Linked DNA regions of Gossypium hirsutum: region 2 is linked to region 1. A link is a contact called in public Hi-C data. All regions are on one chromosome and are shown on one strand. The core of a region is the stretch at or near the end of the contact, and the rest is flanking DNA. Distances in the headings are between cores, read along the strand shown.

The links. A called contact is a pair of places that touch in the nucleus more often than the background predicts.
Region 2: a Hi-C map of leaf shows a contact between it and region 1, with 4 times the contacts expected there. The contact joins the promoter of LOC107886670 here to the promoter of LOC107886596 in region 1. A contact is called at or near these places in 2 of 34 Hi-C or Micro-C datasets (callus and leaf).

What each region holds. Positions count from the first base shown.
Region 1 is chrA03:100,580,822-100,586,180 of Gossypium_hirsutum_v2.1, reverse strand. It overlaps LOC107886596 (protein ALTERED XYLOGLUCAN 4), which reads left to right and starts at 2,457. Exons shown (of 2, transcript XM_016810614.2): 1 at 2,457-2,945; 2 at 3,073-4,280. The coding sequence starts at 2,717. The coding sequence ends at 4,175.
Region 2 is chrA03:101,040,243-101,045,601 of Gossypium_hirsutum_v2.1, reverse strand. LOC107886670 reads right to left here and starts at 3,320. Exons shown (of 14, transcript XM_041095454.1): 1 at 3,087-3,320; 2 at 2,425-2,821; 3 at 2,026-2,184; 4 at 1,578-1,661; 5 at 1,377-1,475; 6 at 1,022-1,114; 7 at 806-949; 8 at 1-76. The coding sequence starts at 2,787.

The DNA of each region.
Region 1 (5,359 bases), core at 1,208-3,707:
CTGATTAGCTAAATCAAACTCTCAAAACCTCAAAAACATATAAATTACAATAAACAAATTAAATCGAACTTACCAATCAAAGGACTAAATGTTGAGCTTTAAAATAGTTTTTCTTCTTTCTTTCCTACGGGTTGAAAAGATGATGAAGAAAATAACCTTTTTTTTTAATCATTTCTTTAACGTATATAGTTTGATTAAATCTAGTTAACCTTAATTAATTTAACTAATTTTAATTAGCTTAATCTTAATAACAATTAACAAAAATTGGTGGATACTAGCTAATTCCCACCACCATTTGGCATATTTGTAAGGGTCCAAATTTTTAATTGGTCCTTTGATTAATTAAAAATCTATAGCAATTAATTTTACTATATTTATAATTTAGTCATTGTACCTTAATTAGTCACTAATTTAATAAAATTACCTATCTAAAATTTAATTTACTTATAAAATAAATTTAAATATTTAATATAAATATTTACGGGCTTGGTTTACGAAAACGATGTCTTGATACCTTGTTTTCCAATACCATTGACTTTAAGATTGTTACACTTGTACCTTTGTTAACTACCCAATTAACAAAAGTAAAGAACCAAACTCTAATTAAACTTTATACTAACCTCGTAAATATTACGAATATCAGAATTGAGGTTCCAAAACTATTGAAAATTGAGCTGTTACATATATTTGCACCAAATATTCGAATTAACAAAATATTCAAATTATAAAAATCAACTTAATCCAAACCCGAATAACCAAAACTACTTATTCAAATTAATTTAATAACTTGTACTTAAAATATGAAAAAAAATTTAAATTTATACGGCATCAAATTTTACACTATATAAATATTTTAGCCCTTGGAATAAACAAGCAAGTCTAGTAGCATTTACCTAAGACTCTTCGAGAGGAATCATCAACGAAACCAATGCATTGATGCATTTGCTCGACGACATCAATGGTTGAAGTGTTGAGGTTTGGGTATGAATTTATGAAGAGTCAAAAGTGAAAATCGAAAATCGAGAAATCAGATAAGCCGAGACTCATTATGCCCTCAATGGTGCTAATGATGTTCCATGAAAAGTCAAGGCTAGACATTCATATGTTGCTTGCCTCTTGTCCAAATTTCAAGTTTAATCATGCTTTTAGGGAAGAGAACAAAGCAATTGGTTAGCCAAGAGAAGTAAGAGCAATGCTTCCCTTCTAGATCGCTTGGTTTTCTCTCTTATTGTAGTGGTATTCAACTGATGAGTTGGATTAAAAATTAAATTAAATTATCAATTAATCAAAAATTTTAAAACACTTAATCGTTAGTCAGTCAAATAAAAATTTATTTAAAGTTTTGAATTAATCAAATATTTTATTCGAACAAGCTTATAACATTACAAAAACTACAACAGTGATTTTTATTTATTTGTTTGTTTTTAGTTTAAATAAAGTTTAAAGTGTATATTATAAAAAGTAATAAAATGTAATATAGTGAGTCAAAGTAAAAAAGAAAAGAAAATTACCATTTTAAAGTAATCAATAATTGAAGTTTGAGAATAACTTCTAATCAAGTTGTGACTGATGATTCACCGATTCGGTTGAATGGATTATAAATTTTAATTAATTCATTTATGGAATTGAAAATAAGTAATATATAATCCAATTCATGAAAAAGTAGTGGCAGTAGGTATACAAGATTCAATGCATCTAACTTTATCAGGAGGCGATTAGCACACGCCCCTTCAGCCTCTGGCAGACTTTTTCTTTTTCGTTTACGAACCTACTCAAAATTTTAATGTGTTTAAAAAGAATAAAAATTTAGACTCCAGTTTTATCTCAATTTAAATAAATCCAAAAAGTCAAAAATAATCTGCGTATATTTTAATTGAATTAATTTTTTAATAATAACTCGTTCTGGTCCAGGACCAGGTATGCATGATGGGTTTTAGGTGGGATGTGATGGAAGGAAAAAGGCATTCCTGTATGCTTTTTCTTAAGATCACGTTTATGGCTTGTGGTGTCACCGTCTATATCATATGCTTAATTAATCACCGCTTGCAATGTAAATACCATCACCAGTGGATTAGGTTGGAAAAAGTGTAATCTGAATCCCGTGAATTTTGAGATTTATTATGCCATCCAATTAAGAGAGCTTGCTATAAGTATATTGTTTTATCATTTCATTGATTTGAATGGTAAATACAAATCATTTAGCTCAAACAAGGAAAAAAAAAAAGACGACATTTGGCTGTTATTGCTATAGGCACAGGTATAGCCATGTTCCAGAATTTTTGTTTCTAGTTTTTACCCTTATAAACCAAATTATTTTGCCTTTTAATAGAAGGGTGATTTTGGATTTTTGACACTATTAATTAGGATAAACATGCTTGGTTGTTCATGAGGAACATGTTTAGTGTTTTTTTTTTATACAGAGATATAAGACAGAGAGACATGACAAAAGGTAAACAACAACCTCTCGCTAGCTGTATTATGTTGTCCAACTCACATTTATAATAATCGTAGATTAATAAGATTCTTTCGATGTCATTGGAACACCACCCCAGCCTCTGCATAAAGTCATAAGCTTCTTTTATTATTATAATTTCTCTCTCTCCCTTCCTCTCCGGCCGCTAGTTCAAGAACACTTTTGTGGCTTGACCTCCACAGTGGCCATAGCTTAGAGAAACCTAGAAAACACAGGTGAAGAGGTGGAGAGTGTGTGTAAAAAATGGGGGCAACAAGTCCACTCAAAGGCCAATCTCACTCTCGTTCACTCACCAGGAATTTGTTGCCCTATGTTCTTTATGCTCTCCTCCCCATAGCTGTTTTTCGCTTCTACTTTCACCCTTTTCCTTTCCCTCTATCCACCTCAGATCAGCTTCCTCACCCCAACCGCATCATCCTCACCACTTCTTCTTCTTCTTCTTCTTCACCTCCTCCTTCATCCTTCTCTAAAGGTACATAGAGTAAAACATAAAAGTTGTCAGACTTTTTTACCTTTTCTTGACTTATGTTCTTTTATTTTTAGTTGTTTTAAATATGGGTGTTATTATTAAACAAGTTTTTGTTTTTGCTTTTTTGCAGAAGAGGAAATAGCTAATGAAACTCCATGTAACTACACCTATGGCAGATGGGTACATGACAAGATGGGGCCTTTATACAATGGCACAACCTGTGGTACAATTAAGGAAGGTCAAAATTGCATCACACACGGGAGACCTGACTTGGGTTACCTTTACTGGAGATGGCAACCAAGCCAATGCAATCTCCCAAGGTTTGATCCCAACACTTTCTTCAACCTCCTTAGTAACAAGCATATAGCTTTTGTTGGTGACTCGATGGCTAGGAACCAATTGGAATCACTTCTTTGCATGCTAGCCACTGCCTCCTATCCTAACCTGGTTTACAAAACTGGGGAGGATAACAAGTTTCGTAGATGGCATTTTTCTTCTCATAACATTACTGTATCAGTTTATTGGTCACCATTTCTGGTTAAAGGTGTTGAGAAATCAAAAACTGGCCCAGATCATAATGAATTGTATGTAGATGTTGTTGATGAGAGGTGGGGATCTGATTTAGAGCATATAGATATGGTTGTACTCTCAATAGGGCATTGGTTTCTTCATCCAGCAGTGTATTATGAGGGTGGTTCGGTTTTAGGTTGCCATTACTGCCCTGGACTAAATCACACTGAGATTGGATTTTATGATGTGATGAGGAAGGCCATAAAGGCCGCACTTAAGGCAATAATTGAAAGGAAGTCTACTGATGGTAATGGAATTGATGTGTTTTTAACCTCTTTTTCACCTTCACATTTTGAAGGTGAATGGGATAAGGCTGGTGCTTGTCCCAAGACGAAGCCTTACGAGGAAGGAGAAAAGATGGTTGAAGGAATGGATGCAGATATGAGATCAATTGCCATTGAAGAAATGGAAGCTGCTAAGGTAAATGCTAAGCAATTCAAAGGATTGAGACTAGAGACATTGGATGTGACCAAATTATCATTAATGAGACCAGATGGTCATCCCGGGCCTTATATGTATCCATTTCCATTCGCTAATGGCATTCAAGAACATGTTCAGAACGACTGTGTACATTGGTGTCTTCCAGGTCCTATAGATACATGGAATCAGATAGTGTTAGAAGTTATTAGGAGATGGAGTGTTGTATCAAAGAGAGAGAAGTGAGGCAATACAGATAGCAGATTCTGGGTTTTGTTTTTCATTTTGCATTTCTGTTGTATTTGTTGGTGTATATTTCTTTCTCAAAACAAGCAATTTTGTTTGGGGTCATATCTTTCAGCTTCATTAGCAAGCAGAATGGGAAGATTGTGGTTAATGACTGAACTTACTACCCACCTAACACCCTCAAAATTTACTTTAGAAGATGAACCTTGTTGATGCGTCTATCTCTTTCAAATCAAAATTAAAAAAAAAGTACAGGCTTCTCTCTATTATGATAAGGATAGCTAAGTCCAAGGTATCCAAAGAAACTTACCTTTTTTACCTAAGCTTGAATAGGAAGAAAGGGGGACAAGGTTCTAACAAGTGGTTAAAGTTGGTGAAATGATTTCAGTATATCACCCACAGACACAAAAGTTAGGCTCCAAAAAGGCAAAGGGCTTTGCATTCGCATCATTAGTGTTTTTGCCCATCCCTTATTTTGGTTTTGGTCCTCACAGTAGTGCTTCCTGTCATGCGCACAAAGCAGACCAGGTAAAAAGGCAAAAGGTAGAAAACTTATTATGTACCAATAGAATTCCATTTCCTTCCTTTGCTTAATTTGATTCATTAATCATACTTATTATTCAAACCCAACTTATTTTCCTCTTCTCATTACCTCAATTAAGGATAGGTTCCTGATTGATCACAATTTTTTTTCTTTTTTGGTATAACCAAATATACAAGCATTTTTAAAAAAAAATTTAATGTATAATTATAATATTGCGACAACCAGACTTCTAATCTTCATTCAAATCTTTAAAAAGCTATTAACTCTTTTTTAAAAAAATAAATGTTTAATTAGATAAATTAATTTAGATGGTTAATTTTAGTTTAAAATAAATTAGACAAATATTTAATTACACAACCAGAAATTTTAAAAATTATATAAAACATTTAATTAATTAAATAAAATTTTGTTTAGATGATTTATCTATTTTTTAACTTAAATACTTTTTATTTATATATTATCTATGTTACTATTTATTTTAAATTTTGGTTTTAATTTTAAAAATCAACTATCACATTTTTAAAATGATTTTTTTAAAAAATTACATAATCTATCTATTCCGTAGATTTTTTGGTTATTTTCAAATCATTTTTAAAAATAATTATTATATATTTATATTATCTTATATAATATTATTCAA
Region 2 (5,359 bases), core at 2,071-4,570, 460 kb before region 1:
ACTTATCCTTCAGTTTCATTGCTTGCTCATACAACTCAGACATGTGCTCATGTTTGACTTTCCATAAACCCTGCAGCTGTTCAAGGAAACAATAGTTGTAAGAATACCAGAACAAAACAGAAGCTAAGCTCCTTAACTTGAAATGATAATACTTCAATAAAATGAAAATAAACAACATAGCTCCAAGATTTAGGCACAATTATTATTATTTTGGTCAACCAAAATTTAGGTCCTTATTGAAGCCCAGGAATAGCAACAGTGGAGCTATAATTTTCCCAGAGACAATTTAGTTTGTCCCAGGTGACAGGCCAGCCAAAAGAGAAGAAAGATTTTCTTATTTTTGGAGGGTGTGGGGGGCAAAGGTTGGATTTAGGAAGCATGACAGAGGTAAAGAACAGGTGTGCATTCTAATAGGAAAGTCCATTAATCAGATAAAATACTCATCCCTTATAGAACCAAGTTATGAAGGACAATTATAAAGCTTTCTTGTTTTGAAAGTTTTTAAGAAAAAAGGAGAAGAGACAGTGCTTCCATGCTGAACCAAGTTGCTAACAAATCAATTGCCCGAAGGCTAAAACTCAAAACATCTAATAGAAAACAAATGGGGCCCTAAAATAGTCAACTAGCTTGCCAAAACTATTGCAATAGGTATGCCCCCTGAAATTGAAGTCCAATAACAGATTGGATAGCTTTACTCCATTTGTGCTGAAGCATTAACCTAGTTCCAGCATTATCATCCAGATTTTTCTTTCTGAGAAAAATAACATCAACAAAGCAACAATAAACAGATAGAAAGTTGGATTACCTGCATACAAACGAGCTTCGAGTCACCTCGTACACGAATGTTTGTATAACCTTTTCTAAGAGCATGTTTCAACCCTAAAATTATGGCGCGATATTCAGCAGCATTATTGGTTGCTACGCCCAAACCCTCGCGCAATTTGCAGATCTGTTCAAATAGCATATTATGGAAGGATTTACATGTGGAAAAGGTCTAATTTCTAAATGGTTAATTGCACACCACATTTCCAGCATCAGTTTTCAATACAGCTGCTGCACCAGCAGGCCCAGGATTTCCTTTTGATGCACCATCAAACTCAAGAATACAAGATTGCTGCCATAAAGACAAAAGTACAGGCATCAAAGCCTATTTTTGGAGCAAAAAAGCATCACTTAATCTTGGTAAATTAATTCAGACACCCTTCTCTCTCGCATAGGAAACCCTCTTATGTTGTTTGAGGAGCTATATTCAACCATCTACTTGAAAAAAAAAAAAAAAAAGACAATGGCCTTCAAGACTATCTCCCCAATTCTGTGAATGAAGTTGATGCCAATATTCACCAACATAATCAGTTGTCACTACCAAATCTACTTACATGACCAGAGGATGTTATTTGAGCCTCAGCATGTGGATCCAACTTGAAATGCTTTCTCACGGGATCGGCTACGGCTATTGAACCAAGTGATCCCAGTCCCTACAAAAGGTTAAAGGTAAAACACTGAAAAATAGTGTCACACCCAAACTTGTATGATATTAATAATGATGTGCTCAGGGAACATTAAAACAGCTAACCTACCCCATACTCTGACTGAAGCAAATCCTGTGGTCTCTTTTTGGTTGCATCATTATGAGATGTTTCACCTTTAGAAGAAGCTGGCTCCTGAGACACAAAAAATTAGGAACATTGGCCTTCGAATCTGTAGGAGCCAATATCTTCACCTTCTCTGGATGGTATAAAACAGCCTTTGTGATACAGTTAACATGTGAAAGAAAGAAACTAATCAAAGAACAAAGAGATTGATCATCGATGGCCTCAAAACCTCCAAGCAGATCACATTAATTGGGAGATGCAAGTTTTAGGTGCAATTGCTGTCACAAGAACACATTCAAGCAAACAGAGACATGGATGCAGGTGAAGAAAAAAAGGAAGACAACATCAAAATCTTTTTTTTCTTTTTCTGACAGACTTGTTCAAACAAACAACAAGTTTGCAGTATGCATAAGGTTCATACTCAAGGTCTCACCTGGAAAGGGCAGGGCATGAGCGCTCCAAAAAGATCTTCTTTCACATCTGCAGCTCTAATAGTGTAGAAAGCATTCTTAAGCCCACAGGAAGACAGATATATTTCAGTTTCCTTTGTCAAAGAGTAGCCTTTGTAGACACTGACCGGAGGATCACATATCTACTCCAAAAGAACAATAACATGTCAAAGTTAACAGAACAGCGAAAAGGAGAAACACAGTATCTAAATTTGAAAGACTGCTATGTTATTTGCATTACAATTATTATGTCATTTCATTGAAATCTAAAAAGCACATAAGTATTAATATTCCAATTTGCAATAACACAGTATAGCACAATAATTAGCCTAAAAGTAAATCAACTTTAGGTGACATTAGAAAAAGGAAGTAAGAAGAATTACCGAGGATCCAACTTGGGCCTGACAATCAGCAAAGCTCTTGAAAACACCAACAACATCTCCCTTTCTCACTACAAAGAATGCATCTTTCTCGTTTTCCATCACCGGTGGTTGTTCAGGATGAACTTTTTTAGTCCTGGATGCTTTTTTTGTGCTACTACTACTATTACTTTTCCGGGAAAAGTAACACTGAGGGCGAAATCTTGTCAACAAGAACTCTAAATCCACAGTCTTAACACCCGCGTGCTCAAAATTTCTTTTCCAGAAAGGAACATGGCATTGGTTCAAAGAAGTTGTTGCAATGAAATTACCAGCCTTTCTAAATAAAGCTGTGCCATAAGCACGCACGTGTGGCAGGCAGTTCATCAGAGAGTAAAATTGCTCCGCACTGCCTAAATTTCTAGAGTTAAAAAAAAATATAAGTTTCTAACTAAATGACTGATATACCGAATTGTTTGTAGCATTTCGCGTTTAATCATTTCTATTGATAAGCCGTCCCCCCCCCCCAAAAAAAAGAATAATTTTTTCATCTGCTTTTTCAGCAATGGAGACTTTCATAGCAATAGCTAGAGGAGCGAAATAAACCCTAGGTAGGAAATTGAGAAAGAAAGCCAAAGACAAAAAAGGGAAAGGGCCAAGGAATGAGATATATTGTTAGAACATACCATTACCAATGTAGGAGCTGGAAACAGAGACGAACTGGAAGTAGCCTTCTTCTGCTGATATTCACGCCGGAGAGTGACGGAAAAAGATGGGTTCCGGGTGGTTTAAAGAAGAAGTGATAAATGGAGTTCTGCTGATATCCAATCGTCCTTGAAGAGTTTTTAGGTACCTGTTTAGTTAAGCCCGTCTCTATCTATTCTCTCTCTTTTTTTTCCCTGAATTAAGCAATCCAAACTTACCTAACTGTTCTTGGAACACCTAAGCCTAAATCTTCAAGTAGTTTGGGCTCCTATGATGCCCATTTGTTCATGGGTTTGGTCCCCTTAAACACCTTTCAGTTGGCATGTAAAAATCAAAACAGAACACATAAGCCACATGCCCGCATGAAAATTTTTAACTCCATATGTTTCATTTATATAATTTTTTTAATGTTTTAATCAGTACATTCGTTAGTCTCTTAAATACATATCACAAATTATTATTCATATTAAATACATATAACAATTTAGTTCCTACTTGTGGACTAAAATAAAATTTACTAACAATGCAATTGCTTCTACTTGAAAGAGAATATAGAATGCATTTGAAAAGTCATTCAGTAATTAAATTTAGGTGTATTAATTGTTATTATACATGTGTGGCATGTTTAATTAACCATTATAATTAGTAAATTTAACTACATTTACACTCTCCCATTCTTAAGTAAGGGTTTGGAATTGAATGAATTATATGAATAATTACTTTTGATGACTTTCTATTATTATTATTTAGTAAAAAAGAAACTATCAAAGATAATATTAAGAATTAAGATATAATTGTACTATGCCAACCATGTCTTGTAATTATAATTAGCAATTATATCCAAAGACACCCATAACCAAATGGTAATCTCTATGATTTGAACGATGAAAGTTATAAAATTTAAGCAATCTATATTGAGATTTGACATTGCAGCCCATTTTACTCATCGGCCTAGCTACATGGGGCTGCATATTTACTTGGTCACTAATGCTTAGTTTTTAAGCCACACGAGAACGAAGATTCAACAACAGCTTCTAACTGATCTAATGATGAAATGTGGTATCGAATCCTCGAGAAATTCGAAGCAGTTTATTTACGTCCTCATCTTCAAGAGATTAGTTCTTAATGAGGATTTGAGTTCCAACTTTTCAAACCCTTCCTCTATTCTCAGCTCTTTTATCCAAAAAGGAAAATTCTTGCCAAGTGCTACTTAAATCGCTTATACAATTCTTTTTTAGATAAACTATACAAATAGTTGTTCAATTATGTTCACGTTCTTGTTTTAGTCACTCAACTTTAATCATTTTCAATTTAGACATTAGTGTTTGAATTCATTGCTGTTTTGATCACCGTCGTTAAATTGATAACGGGAAACATTTTTCTATCTGGTATAATTGTACATTTAGTCCTCAATACTTACATATTCTATCAATTTGATTCTAATTCTATAAATTTGATCCTTAAACTTCTTAACAAAAGCTTTCAACATTTAAAATAGAGACATTCCACATCTATAAATTTGTAAAACCTAAAAAAGAAAAAAAAATCCACATTTAATTAATACACACATCTAGCTCGTGTAATTTATCCTAATAGTTAGGTATATCAATTAATTTATGCACGGATTTGAAATGTATATATAAATTAAAAAATGTTAAATATATTAAATATATTTTATGATTGATGTTATAATTAAGTTTAAATCATTTTATATATTTTATACTTCAATATCTTATTTGATAAAATTAATGCCTTAAATCATTGATATATATATATATATAATTTCCTAGATTAAACATATATGAAAAAAGTGTTTATAAAAATCTATTAATTTTTTATTTATGAAATCTATTTGTAATAAACATCTTAATTTTTTTAAAAAAAGCGTTTCTAAAATTTGTTTAATTTTTTCAGAAACCTGTTTTAAATTGTTTTCAAAGTATAAAAATCTATTTTGAAAATATATTATTCACATAGTTTAAAATTAAAATTTTAGATTCAAGTATTGTACTTAAAAAAATAAATTATTTTTAATTTATTAATAGTTGGATAGCTACTAATGTAATTTATCTTAAAAAATACTCAGAATCCCATATTTATAAATTACAAAATGATTAAATATATTTTGATTGATACACGTACATTTAACTCGTGTATTGCACAAGTGTGTTTTATTGAATGAGATATAAAAGGGTGTCTTTGTTTTCTTGAGATGTCTCTTGTATTGCTTACAAATTATATACTTATTAGGTTA